Linked DNA regions of Sus scrofa: region 2 is linked to region 1. The links are chromatin contacts, called in public promoter capture Hi-C maps. All regions are on one chromosome and are shown on one strand. The core of a region is the stretch at or near the end of the contact, and the rest is flanking DNA. Distances in the headings are between cores, read along the strand shown.

Region 1 (7,011 bases), core at 1,609-4,108:
CCTCCATGAATCTGGCTGATACCTTCGTCAGTCTGGGTCCTGGTATAACAGTGGCAATAAGCCCTGCCCTCCCTAATTCATGAAATGAGATAATAAGATATGACATTCAGGAGCCAGAACACTACACAAATGGAAAAATGTCACCATCATTAATTACAAACAAAAATGCCATGTTTCCTTCTCCTTTTTTTTTTTTTTTTTTTTTTTGCTTTTTAGGGCCATACCCATGGCATATGGAAGTTCCCAGGCCAGGGGTTGAACTGGGGGTTGCAGCTGCCGGCCTACACCGCAGCCACAGAGATGCTGGATCAAAGCCGTGTCTGCGACCTACACTACAGGTCATGACAACACTGGATCCATAACCCACTGAGCAAGGCTAGGGATCAAACCCACGTCCCCATGGATACTAGTCGGATTCTTAATCCACTGAGCCATAGCAGGGACTCCCATGTTTTCTTCTTTCTGATGCTTGCTATAACCACTACGTACTAAACACTGATGAAAACAAGATTTTACCCTGACAGTCCCTTGCTCAAAAGTCTTCAATACTTCTCCACAACTCATAAAAGGAAAGCCTCAACTCCCTGGCTTGACATTCTGTGTTAGGTCCCAAATCCGCACAGCCGGGGAGTTCCCACTGTGGCTCAGCAGGTTACAAACCTGACTAGTATCCATGAGGACACAAGTTTAATCCCTGCAGTGTAGGTTGCAGACTCGGCTCAGATCTGGTGTTGCTGTGGCTGTGGTGTAGGCCGGCAGCTGCAGTTCCAATTTGACTCCTAGCCTGGGAACTTCTGCATGCTACAGGTGCAGCCCTAAAAAGCAAAAAATAAAAAAAGTCTTCAGTACTTCTCCACAACTCATAAAAGCAAAGTCTCAACTCCCTGGCTTGACATTCTGTGTTTGGTCCCAACTCCTCAGAGCTGTTCAAACTGATCCTCCCTCCCAGTAAGGCCAGCCTCGTGTCTCCCAGCCTACCTCGTACCCCACCGCCAGTGCTCGGGCTGATCTGTCTCCCTCTCTCCACCAAGCACCCACCCCTCATCTTTCCCAAGGCAAATCCAGTCTCTCCTTTGAGGTCTTCCTGTCCCATATGCCATCTGAGACCATCAGGCTTTTAGTCGCTGGGCTTTTTGCCCATGTGTCTGGTCTTCCCCAGTTTGGCTTCAAGGCCTGAAAGCAGGAACCTGCTCTTCCGTTCACAGGATATGGCAGAATAAGAACCCAACAAAAACAGCAGCTGCTGACCGACTCCAGCCACACATACACAGCACAACCAGAAGGCTGGCCCTCATGGGCCAAAGTCAGACACCAGCACCACAGGCAGCAAGGCCTAGTTTCACGGTCACCCTCCTGGGCGCTGCCCCACCACTCTTCTCCAGCAGAGCTCCCTGGGTCACCAGTGACCTCCAGGTCCCTAAATCCAGCAGGCACCCTATTTGGCCTCTCCACAGCATTTCTCCCAATGACTCCCCATTGCCTTTGGAATAAAAATAAACCTGCACCATGGCTCCAAGGCCCCACATGCACCTACGTGTGCAGACATCTCTTTCCAGTCTCTCACGTGTTCTGCATTCCCTTGGCCTCTTTCCATTTCCTCAAAAACACCTTATTTCAGGACATTCATACATTCTGTTTCCTCTCCTTTTTTGTTTCTGTTTTGCTTTTTAGGGCTGCACCTGTGGCATATGGAAGTTCCCAGGCTAGGGGCTGAACCAGAGCTTCAGCTGCCAGCCTACACCACAACTACAGCAACACCAGATCTGAGCCATGTCTGCAACCCACACCACAGCTCACGGCAATGCCGGATCCTTAACCCACTGACCAAGGCCAAGGATTGAACCCTATCCAGATCCTTCTTAACCTGCTGAGCCAGGACAAAAACTGTTTCTGCTCCTTGAAACACTTTCCTCCTCTACCCTGCAATGTTTGTCCAGTGATCTCAGTTCAAATGTCACTTGCCCAGGGAAGTCTTCTCAGACCCACACAATGTGCTGGTACCTTGCCTTCAAAAGCAGTTATCAGTTTGTAATTATATATTTGCATAATTTTTTGATTAACATCTATCTCCCCACTGGATGGTAAGTTCCATAATGGCAAAAATCATGCCTGTTGGCTCACCTTTGCATCCCCAGCGTCAGGCACGGTGTCAGCACATAACACGCCCTCAATAAACACTTGCTGAAAAAAATGAAGAACAGCGATTTTTTTCTAAGCACATACTATGCCTGAGACATTGAGCTAAGTGTTTTATATGGCTTACACCTCATTTCGTCCACATTAACAATGAGATAGGTATTACATAAGTACTGTCTATTTTACAGCCAAGGAAATCAAAACTCAGGTTAAAAGTTACATGATTTTCCCAAGATCATGGATAGAGAGCAGGAACTCAACTCTCGTTATTAATCATGAGGAGCAGCGGGCTGTGTGGGAACAAGGCCTGGATTCCCAGCCCGGAGCCTTGGCGTTGCAGACCCGCCAATGGATAACTGTAAAGTCTCTTTCTCCATCTGTAAAATGGGAGCAAGAATGCCCCCGGAAGGCGCTACGGGAGTTTCCTTATTATACGCCCACATTATAACCCACAAAGTCTGGGCTCTGACCTAGGTCTCCCGCTCCTCATCCTCCTCTCCTCCACATCCTCAGCCACTGGACACACTGGTAAAGAGGCGTGGGAACTGACCTCCACCGGTGTCCGAAATGCGCATCCTCCCACCCACTCTCGCCGAATCCCTGGTCTAGAGGTGGTGGGGTAGGGAGGAGGAGGTCAGAGGTTACCGAACTTGGGTCACGTGGTCAATGAAGGGGGCGGGCCCCCAGTGGAGCGGGCTTCCAGGCCGGTGAGCGCGCGGACCGCGGGGGGACCGAGTTCAGAAGGCCTGCTCACCTGAGGGCTTCGGCACGGGCGAAAGCGGATATCGAGACGACACTGGCAGTGGCTGCGGCCCCGACTCACCCTGGTCTCACTAATTCCCTCGCTCGGAACCCAGGCCCCGCCCTCCCCGAACACAGCCAATCCACGAGCGCTTCGAGAAGTTCCCGCCCTCCGAGAGGCTTCCCGCCACGCGATTGGCCGCTGTGATGGCTGTGGTAAAGACTCTGGGCGCCAGGGGTCACGTGACACTGAAGAGTAGCGCTTCTTAAAGCAACAGCTAATGGGAGTTTCGAGGGGTGTGCGTTTTACCAAGCGTGTTCTCAAGGAAAACGTCCCCATTCCCTTGTCTGCGCCTGAGTTTCCGAGCATTTGTATTTATGCGAATGCTTTGAGGCTTTAGACCCTGGCGCCTGCCTTAGTTTTCCTTCCGGCTTGATGGGGCTCAACTTACCTGTCAAACAAACCTTGCTACTTCCCCTTCCCGAAGGATGGATGGGGCTCTTGGTAGATATTCTTTGCAGGCAGAAGGGTCTTCTGATTGGGGCAAACACCTGGTGCAAGATCCAGCCTCCAGGACACCATATCTCGTATCCTCGTTTCAGTTCAATAAGCCAAATGCAAACCCTTACCTACCTCGCAGACTTCTTGACCATTTTACACGCACACTTTCCCGAACTTTGTCAATTCCCAGTTGAAAAGCAGTGGGCTTAGTGAAGAATGGTATTTGGAGTCACACCGACAGGGGCTCATTCTCTGAGTCTGCTTTTGAGCAAATTACCTAATTACATTTCCCCCCATCTACGAAATGGAGTAATAATACCCACCACATAGGGCTGTTACAGACGAAAGGAGATAATGTAGGTTTACACTTGGTAGTTGAACTTTCGCTGACATATCGAGAGGCCGTGGATTAATTCCTTTGTTGATTCCGGTGGGACTGTTTACAATGGGGTATTTATCATAGAGAGGTTTCTGCAGGGGAGCATGAATGTACACATCCTTGCCCTTCCTCCCTCTCAGGGATAGATAGATGCTGCTGCTGCCTCTAGAAAAGATCCTCTGAGACCCAAGCCGAGAAAGCCAGATGGACAGGATGGGAGTTGCCATAGCAACACCACTTAAGAAGAATGTGACCCCATGGAGTCCCTTCCAGTCCTATTCGGAATGAAGTGAGGAAGGGAGTTCCCATCATGGCTCAGCTAGTTAAGAATCCGACTAGTAACCATGAGAATGCGCGTTCCATCCCTGGCCTCACTCCCTGGATTAATGATCCAGCATTGCCGCAAGCTGCGCCATAGTGCACAGATGCAGCTCAGATCCAGTGTTGCTGTGGCTGTGGCATAAGCTGACAGCTGCAGCTCTGATTTGACACCTAGCCTGGGAACTTCCGTATGCCATGGGTGTGGCCCTAAAAAGGAAAAATAAAATAAAATGTAAAAATAATTTTAAATAGAGAGGAAGGCCTGGAGGTGGAGGATGCAGTGAAGCTGCATCCAAGCTGTCTTGGGGCTATTTGCCCCCAGCTTGAATCAAGGCAGGGGCCAAGGAAAGCAGTAATGAGGAACACATGGCCACAGATGGGAGAAAGGTGGCTCCCACTCGCTCCCCAGCCACCCAATGCCTGGCAAGAAGAGCTTGATGGTTTTGGAATTATTATTTTTTTTTTTTTAACGGTGTAAAGGATATAGGATACCAGGCACGTACTCCTGTTACTTTTTTTTTTTTGTCTTTTGTCTTTTTTTGTTGTTGTTGTTGTTGTTATTGTTGCTATTTCTTGGGCCGCTCCCGCGGCACATGGAGGTTCCCAGGCTAGGGGTCGAATCGGAGCTGTAGCCACCGGCCTACGCCAGAGCCACAGCAACTCGGGATCTGAGCCGCGTCTGCAACCTACACCACAGCTCACGGCTACACCACAGCTCACGGCAACGCCGGATCGTTAACCCACTGAGCAAGGGCAGGGATCGAACCCGCAACCTCATGGTTCCTAGTCGGATTCGTTAACCACTGCGCCACGACGGGAACTCCTCCTGTTACTTTTAAGCCTGTGACCTCTATATGAGGGCGTAACTTTCAGACTTCACCGGTACCAAAACTTAAAAGATAGCAGAGTCCTGGAGACCAGCTCCAGGCCATCCCCACTCAGTTCCCCATGCAGTGCCAGCCTTCCCAGTGTCACATCCCACTTCCTCACCAGCAGTTCCATGAGCTGCTTCTCTATCCATCAGTCTCTTTCTTTCAGGCTTAGTATTACTTCCGGGATATCCAAGACATAATTTACGGATGCATGGTGATTCCATTTGAGAACTTGGGGTGTTTACTCTGAGACACGTGTGTTTAGGGCCCAGGGAATAGCCTCACAACCTGTGTAATCAACTCAGTGTCGTGAAGTTGGGCCACAATTTGAACATTGTTTCTGTGGGAAAATTCATTGCAAATCCAGCACAGAAATTTTCCTGGATTCAATATACCTGGGAAACCCAGCACAGTGCTGTGAGCTAGAGATACAAAAATGAAAGGTATGCATGTGAATCTATAATTACCTCAATAAAATAACTGAAATTCTATATAATAAAAAAGTGAAAGGGGGTGTTCCCATCATGGCTCAGCAGAAATGAATCTGACTAGTATCTATGAGGATGCAGTTTCGATCCCTGGCCTCGCTCAGTGGGTTAAGGATCTGGTGTTGCCATGAGCTGTGGTGTAGGTTGCAGAGGAGGCTAGGATCTGGCATTGCTGTGGCTGTGGTGTAGGCCAGCGGCTACAGCTCTGACGTGACCCCTAGCCTGGGAACCTCCATATGCCGTGAGTGCAGCCCTAAAAAGACAAAAAAAAAAAAGAAAGAAAAGGGAGACAATGACAAAATAATGTTTTGTGACACACTAAAGAGGAATGAATGGAAGAGCCTATGTCTGCCCAGGAGTGGTGAGGTGAGAGGAAAGGGAAATACACTCAAATGCCTTTTCCTTACCAGGTATTAGGTACTATTCTGGATGCTTCATATCAGGTTTTCCAGAACTTGGCACTACTGACATTTGGGGACAGATGATTATTTGTGTGGGGGGCTGTCCGTGGAATCTACCTGTCTTCGTATGGGTTAGCAGCATCCTTGGAATCGACCCCCTAGATACCAACAGCATCCCCCACCCAGCTGAGACAACCAAAGGTGTCATTGCCAAATGTCCGCTGGAGGCCAAATGCAACCCAGTTGATAATCATGACTTTATATGCCTCATAGAACAACAAATAATTACAGTTAACAGCTGAGCACCTATCATGGGCCAGGCTCTTTGCCAGCTACTTGCACATATGATCTCCGATATGAGCAGCAACCGTCCACAGAGGGTGCTATGACCATTTGACAATGAGGAAACATAAAGTCACCCAGCTAGGACCGAAACCCAACTCTCTATCAACGCAATACCATACTGTCTACTACACAGCTCTGCTTCCCAAAGAAGTCAAGGAAAGTGGCAAAAAAAGGGGGGAAAAACAGTTGACTCAGATTTGATAGATGAATAGGCAGCAATCAGATACGTTGGGAAAGGGCATCCCAAGGTAGACAGGGAGTATTGCAAAGGCACAGCGCAAAGGAGGGAAGCATGTCTGTTTAACCTCCACATTTCATGTATTTGTGTTGTGTTACCTTAATGGATCATGAGCCCTTTCACATCTGTAGTTCAGTTTAGTATAGAGGCTCGTTAAGGCATCAGGCCAAGCAAAGAGGGGCTGGCAAGCAACTGGCCCTCCAGCTGTTAGGTTTTTTGGTTTTAATTTTTTTTTTAGGTTTTTTTTTTGTTTTTTTTTTAGCCACACTTGTGGCATGCAGAAGTTTCTGGGCCAGGGATGGAACTCAAGTCACAGCAATGACTATTAACCACTAGGCCATCGGGGAACTCCCTTCAGCCTTTTTAAAAAGGAGTCCCTTTTGTGGCTCAGCAGGTTAAGAACCGACTGGTATCTAGAAGGATGCGGGTTTGATCCCTGGCCTTGAACCCTCAGTGGGTTAAAGATCAGGTGTTGCCGTGAGCTGTGGTGCAGGATGCAGACGCGGCTCCCATCCTGTGTTGCCGTGGACATGGCGTAGGCCAACAGCTGCAGCTCCGACTCGTCCCTCTAGCCTCCCTTTTCTTTTT
Region 2 (7,011 bases), core at 1,349-3,848, 140 kb after region 1:
AATGCAATGGCAGGAGTTCCCTGGTGGCATAGTAGGTTAAGGATCCAGCTTTGTCACTGCTGTGGTTCAGGCTCCTGCTCTGGCATGGGTTCAATCCCTGGGCCAGGAATTTCTGCATACCTCAGGCACAGCCAAAAAAATGCAATGGCAACCTCCCTGTCTGCATCATAGCTTTTCTGGGGGTACCTCTGGGGCACGCGGACTTGCTCACCACCACCCTGCCCAGGACAGGGATCCTCACACCTGCTTTCTGCCCCCCGCCCCCCCCGCGCTTCCAGGTGGCTGGTTTTGGACACAGAGACTCGGGAGATTGTGTCTGACATCACTGATGGCAACGAGCAGCTCTCAGTGGTCCGGTACAGCCCAGGTGGGAGCCACCCCGACCCCGGACCTAGACTCGCCCCTTGCCCTTCCCCCTCTAAGTGACTGTCTTTGTAGATGGGTTGTACCTGGCCATCGGTTCCCATGACAACATGATCTACATCTATAGCGTTTCCAGTGATGGTGCCAAGTCCAGCCGCTTTGGCCGCTGTGTGGTGAGGAAGCTGGGGTGGAGGGTGGGGCAGTGACATAGCAGGTAAACTAATACACTTCAGGAGGGTTGGGGAGGGGAACTGCTGGCCGCATTTTTAGTCTTTTGACCCTTGCTCCCAGGGTCACTCCAGCTTCATCACGCATCTTGACTGGTCCAAGGATGGGAACTTCATCATGTCCAATTCTGGGGACTATGAGATCCTTTACTGTGAGTGACAGTAGGGGAGGGCACAGGGAGAGGGTACTTGGGGTGGGTTTTATTTGTGTGGGGGGCTCCCAGTTGGGAGGGGATGAAGGGCGATGTGGGGAGCTCCAAGTGGAGGGGCTGTCAGAGAGGGGGTGGAGATAGGTCTGAAGTGGAGTCAGAATTTTACACATAGGAGAAATTCTGTCATTTGGACCAAAAAAACCCCACACCTACAGTTTTACACTATGTCTTGACCCGCAAAGGCCTTGAGGGAGTTGAAAAACGCACTAAGAAAAGATTGTTTTGGAAAAGTTTCTCCAGACAGGTGTGGAGGGATTGACTTATCTAGGGAGGAGGAACTGGGGAGGAACTATTGGGAGAACTTCAGCTGAGAACTCTGGAAGCACACGGGAAGTTCCCCCTGGAACAGTGTGGTAAAGATCCAGCCTTGTCACTGCTGTGGCTCTGGTTGCTGCTGTGGCAGGGGTTCCATAGATGGCCCAGGAACTTCTGCATGTCACAGGTGCAGCCAAAGAGGAAGCACGTGGGCTGAGTTTTGCCCTGAACTGAGGGCTACCATGGGGACCAGATCACATGCCAGTGCCTCAAGTATTTCCAACTTGGCCTTCTATGGCATCTTCCAGCTGAGGGCAGGGTGAGACCTGATCTGGGTGGGCTCCCTCTCCCCAGGGGACGTGGCTGGAGGCTGTAAGCTGCTGAGGAATCGCTATGACAGCCGAGACCGGGAGTGGGCCACCTACACCTGCGTGCTGGGCTTTCATGTCTATGGTGAGCAGGGACGCAGGGCCCCAGAACTATGCCTCGAGAGTCGGGGGACAAGGTGCAGACTGCCCGGGGCTCGGAATGCTGGGCATGTGTGGAGGGATGGGCAGATCCAGCCCTGGGGGGCCCCTCCAGCAGGCCCTTGGGACCGGGAAAGATTGCCTGGAACGCGGCTGGTGGGTGGCGGGACTGACTGAGCGCTGGAATTGGTGCAGCTCTGGGCTGTGGGTGGTGGCGGGGAGGCAGGGCTAAGGCCGACGGCTGTGCTAGGCGTGTGGCCGGATGGCTCTGATGGAACCGACATCAACTCCCTGTGCCGTTCCCACAATGAGCGCGTGGTGGCTGTGGCCGACGACTTCTGCAAAGTGCACCTCTTCCAGTACCCGTGCGCGCGCGCCAAGGTGAGAGGCCTCCCAGGGCCTCCGGGGACGGCAGGTCAGGGCCCTGGGGCTCCACGGCCGCTGCAGCTCGACCTTCCCTCCTGCCCAGGCGCCGAGCCTCGTGTACGGCGGTCACGGCAGCCACGTGACCAGCGTCCGGTTCACGTACGACGACTCGCACCTCGTCTCGCTGGGCGGCAAGGACGCCAGCATCTTCCAGTGGCGAGTGCTGGGCGCTGGGAGCGCGGGGCAGGCGCCTGCCACGCCCTCTCGAACTCCCTCGCTGTCCCCCGCCTCCTCTCTCGACGTCTGACCGCTGCCCGACGGGACCCACCGGCCCTGCAGCGTGGCCCCGCCCCGCCCAAGTTTCCCAGGACCCGGGCCGACCCAGTCCTAGACTTCGAGACATTCCCGAAAGCTCATTTCCCTGCAGGGGGCGAACGGCACCCCTGCACACACTGTAAAGACCCGCTGGCTGAGCCGGGCAGCCCCAGCCTGGGCCCTGACTCCCGCTACCTGCTGAGGGGCAATAAACCAAAAGCAAAGTCGCCTCCCGGTCCTTTTGTCGGGCGCGGCTGGGCGCCTCGGGGCTCTGTGGGGTGGGGTGAAGGAAAAGGGGAATGCGGAAAGGGTGAGGGAGAGTAGACCTTTCATGCAAATAACAGGCAAAGCCGCTTGCAAATAACCCCGCGGAGTGCGGAGGCGCTACGAGTCTTTCGCCGCCGCGGGACTCGGGCGAGGAGAGAGTTAAGCCCAACTCCTCTCTCGCCCTCGGAGGCGGGGCCGAGCCGCAACGGAAATAACCGAGCGCCGGGACGCGATTGGCCGGAGGGAGCCGAACTTCTTCCGGAAGTAGCCGAGCTTTGAGGTCTCGCTCTCCGACCGGACCCGAGCGCTGGGCCTTGTTCTCCGGATCCGCCGAAGGTGTTCCGGAAGGAGGCGAACCCCGAGGCGGGCAGGGCAAGCCTTCGCGGCGGCCCGCAAAGTCCAACGTCTAGTGGGGCTCGGCGAGGGCGGGAGAGCTGGAGCCTGGCCCGGTCCGGCGGGAGCCGAGCTCGTTCCGGAAGAAGCCGAGCGGACCGGCTACGGCCTCGGCGTCCCGGGCGTGAGGCGATAGAGGCGGTGGCGACAGCGCGGGCCGGGATGAACCGCGACGGCTGAGGTGGCGGAGGTGCCGGCTGCGCGAGCCAGACAGAGACTTCTGCGAAGCGCCAGCCCCACGCTCAGGGCTTCGCTTCGAGCCCTGCCCCCGCGAGCCTCCCGGACCCCTTTGTGCGGCCGGAGGCGGCGGCGGGAACGGCCATGGCGGCCAACATGTACCGAGTGGGGGGTAAGTACCGGGCGTAGGGGCTGCGGGGCCCGGGGCGAGAGAGGTCGGGGGCCGGGACCGGAGAGGCTTGGCGCCCGGCGGCACGGGGAGTCGCGTCTGGGGCGGCGTGGTCCGGAGCGCGGACCGGAACCGGAACCGGTCGCACGGGGAGCGAGGGCGCGGGGACCGCGACGCGGCGGGTCACCGAGACTGCCGGAGAGACTTCGGGCGGCCCGACGGCACTCGCAGGGCTGCGCCTGGCGCCGCCGGGGTCGCGGGGTGGGCTTGGGAAAGTGGTTCCGAAGGAGCTGACAGGGCAGGCTAGGGGGCGCGAAGGGCCGGGGCGACCGCTTTGCCATCTGCGGGGGAGCAGCCGGGAGGCTTCCTCTCCCCAGGCGTTATTGTGCGCCTGGGTTCGCAAAGGTGGGGGCCCTGCGCTGGAGTGAACAATTGTTCGCTTGGCCGACACCGGGTGCAACTCCATCGCTGAGTTGCGGCGCCTGCTGGGGAACCCCCTGCTTCTGGGCTCCTCCTTAAGGCTCACTTTTGGGTGGTTAGGGGTGGCGGGTGGGGCACCCCTCCCTTACGTTCTGTTAGTCTCTCCACTTCCACATTTCAGCGACTTCTCTGCCTAGACCCTTTTCTCCTTTGGGTCCACTCAGGCCTCCTTTTCGTTCCTCCTACTCTCGTGCTCGGCTCTCCCATCCGCTCCTCTGATCTTCCCGGTTCTTCCCCACCCCCTCCTACAGATTACGTCTATTTTGAGAACTCCTCCAGCAATCCTTACCTGGTGAGAAGGATTGAAGAGCTCAACAAGGTGAGTGGAGCAGAGTCTTCTGGGCTCCCCCCCCCCCCCCCCCCCCCCCCGCCCAGTCCCTCCCCTGGTCTCTAACTTCAGGTGAATGAGAGAGGGAGGGAAAGAGGAAGAGAGCAGGAGAACATGAAGCCTGTTCTAAGTATTCATTCATATTCATTCATTCATTTGTTCATCCCATGCATTCAGGAAAGGCTCTTGACACCTTAGAGGATCTTGACTGTTCTATAAAGGGATTTGGAAGTCTGTCCTTAAATGCAAACGTCTTGATTCATAATTTCTTGGGTTTTTCTTATATCCTTCAGAAACCTGTTTGATGTTGTTAGTCTTGTCTTTCTGCAGTTCTACTTTCAAATGACTAGTTTTCACAGTGTTTTTTTTTTTTATTTTGTTTTGTTTTCTCTCTCTCCTTAGACGGCAAATGGAAATGTGGAGGCAAAGGTTGTGTGCCTTTTCCGGCGAAGGGACATTTCTGGTAGCCTCAACAGCCTGGCTGATAGTAATGCCAGTGAGTGTCTTTGTACCCCCGTCTCCCCCTGCCCATGATCTGAAACCTGGGCATGTCCGTGCAGGTGTTTCTCTTGGTATCATGCTCAAGGCAGGGGTGTGAGTTTGGGGGTGGGAAATGCCTGGTCTGCAGAGGGAGGCCTGTTTTTACACGTTGGGTTGGAAGCAGTGTGGAGAAACCATGACATGAAAAGTGAGAATTTGGCTGGTGTGTATTTGTGTGTGTGTTTGTGTGAGTGGGGTATGTAAAAGAGGTGGTAATGTTTAAAAGGGGGATGGAGAAGAGCTCTAATTTGGAGAAGCAACACTCTTGGGGACAGTTTTGGTTGTGTTGGGACAATGGGTGGTGACTGCGAAGGTCAAGGTGAACAGGAAGAGATTGTACTTAAAAGCTTGCATAACAGGGAAGTAGAGGGTTTTGTGATCAAGGGGGTAAGGCTATATTGATGGGAGAGAATAGGAAGCCCAGAAGGTTTTTTTTTAAGAACTTTTTCTCACCCATCCTGGCCTCTCTTCTCCATTTTACATCTTTCGTTTTTTTTTTTTTTTTTTTTTTTTTGGCCCTATCCGCTTTCTCTTTACGCTTTTGTTTTTTCTTGTTAAATTCATGTCTTTCAATTCCCCTTAGTTTTTTTTTTCCTTTCCTGTTTTGGCTTTCTTTCCCCTTTCTCTTATTCTTCCTTTCTAAATCATTTTGCTTACTTTTGGCGGCTTTGGGTGTTGGGCATGAAAGGGTTAATGAGCTGAGCCTACCAAGTTCTCCGGCCCTCTGGGGTTTCCAGTCCCATCTGGCAGGGGCTGACCTTGGCCTTGTCCAATCAGAAAGGGTGTGGGGGGTGTGGTCCCCCTTGCCTTCGCACAGGGTTTCCGGAGTGCTCAGAAGAGGGGTGGAGCCTACTACTGCACACCCCTGCCCCCCCTTTCTCCCTGAGGTTGGGAACAATGCACCAATGAGCCTGGGCCTGTGGCTCTTCTGCTCCCTCCCTGTTTGGTTGGCACCCAGCCAACTTAACCCTTTCCACCAAGGTTTCAGAGCAAGTTACAGCTCCTTGGGGAGGAAGGTGTTGGCACTGGCTTGAGAGGTACTGTCCTTGAAAGCCCCACAAATTATTATTAGCCAGGTTGAAAACAAGGGATAGTTAGGGTTGCATGTGACCTTTAAGAGCAAAGTCTTCTGAAATTTGCAAAGAACTGGTAAACACACCTTGTGTGGTGTATTTATTTATTTCTGTGTTTATTTTTAATTGGATTTCTGGAGCCTAGGCAAGTTTAGCATGAAAGAGACAAGTGTGATATTCTTGCTGGGCCTGGTGTGGTCAGATATAGGCTGTATGAGTGGTGTCTGGGCATTGGCACCTGGGCTTGGGATGTATTCCTCTGGCATCCTTGTACCCTCTGTAGCTCTTTCCTAAGAGCATTCATTAATGATGGAGACTTGGGAGCATCAGTAACTGGGAGAAGGCTGGGAGGGAAAGCTCGTGTGGTAAGGTCGTGGAAGGCAGGTGCCTAGGGAATGTGGGAAAAGCAAGTAAGATAGGAAATATTTTCCTTGGGTTAGGGTTTCTATGGTGGCTTCTTTATGAATTAGTTTCTGACTTGGTCTCTTCCTCCTTCATGTCCCAGGGGAGTTTGAGGAGGAATCAAAGCAGCCAGGGGTGTCGGAACAGCAGCGACATCAACTGAAGCACCGCGAGCTTTTTCTTTCTCGGCAGTTTGAATCGCTACCAGCCACCCACATAAGGTATAGGACAGTCAGGGCTACTTATTTAGGAGTTGGAGAGGAGGGGCTAGCGTGTTGGAGATGCTGAGCAGAGGAAATGAGCTCACCAAGGGTTTTCTGACTTCTCTCCTGAAGGGGGAAATGCAGTGTGACCCTCTTGAATGAGACAGATATCTTGAGCCAGTACCTGGAAAAGGAGGTGAGAAAGAGGTGGGAGAAGAGGGAGGGGGGTGGGTATTGCCCCAGAAGGCAAGAGGAGAAGTCAGACTGTGGTGAGGTCCAGGTTGACAGGCTGCCTGTCCTAGGGACTCCGGATATAGCCCACCGCCCCCGCCTGTGAGGACTGCTGCCCTGCTTACCTTCTGTCTTCCCTTCTCCAGGACTGCTTTTTTTATTCGCTGGTGTTTGACCCTGTGCAGAAGACACTTCTAGCTGATCAGGGAGAGATCCGAGTTGGTTGCAAATACCAAGCTGAGATCCCAGATCGCCTGGCAGAGGGTATGCCCCAGAACAGAGTTGTCTACCATCATAGTTCCTGAATGGTGTGCCCTGGCGCTGTGTGGTGCACTTTGCACAGCTCTGTGCTGTGTCCCTGACAGAACGGGACCTTAGGAACCTGAAAGGGGCAAACGGGCACATTGGGAAGAGAAGTCTGAGAGTTGAGGTGGCTGATAGGATCCAAGGAGGAAACAGGTGTCATTGTGAGTGTCAAGACACCTCTTATTCTCCCCGGTGATGCCATTTCCTCACTCCCCAGGAGAATCTGATAATCGGAAC

The links. Promoter capture Hi-C pulls out the DNA fragments that hold promoters and counts their contacts.
Region 2: a contact with region 1 is called in a promoter capture Hi-C map of liver, with 2.2 times the contacts expected there. The contact joins the promoter of MTA2 here to the promoter of TAF6L in region 1. A contact is called at or near these places in 1 of 5 promoter capture datasets (liver) and 1 of 2 datasets of contacts at active chromatin or transcription factors (alveolar macrophages).

The regions. Positions count from the first base shown.
Region 1 is chr2:8,997,132-9,004,142 of Sscrofa11.1, forward strand. It overlaps TAF6L (TAF6-like RNA polymerase II p300/CBP-associated factor-associated factor 65 kDa subunit 6L), which reads right to left and starts at 2,859. Exons shown (of 17, transcript XM_021082913.1): 1 at 2,687-2,859; 2 at 2,122-2,181. The coding sequence starts at 2,129.
Region 2 is chr2:9,135,220-9,142,230 of Sscrofa11.1, forward strand. It overlaps MTA2 (metastasis-associated protein MTA2), which reads left to right and starts at 2,599. Exons shown (of 18, transcript XM_003122622.5): 1 at 2,599-3,214; 2 at 3,943-4,010; 3 at 4,422-4,515; 4 at 6,138-6,255; 5 at 6,370-6,433; 6 at 6,615-6,732; 7 at 6,992-7,011. The coding sequence starts at 3,187. It overlaps EML3 (echinoderm microtubule-associated protein-like 3), which reads left to right. Exons shown (of 22, transcript XM_003122621.4): 17 at 279-367; 18 at 439-536; 19 at 655-742; 20 at 1,412-1,510; 21 at 1,775-1,905; 22 at 1,994-2,432. The coding sequence ends at 2,197.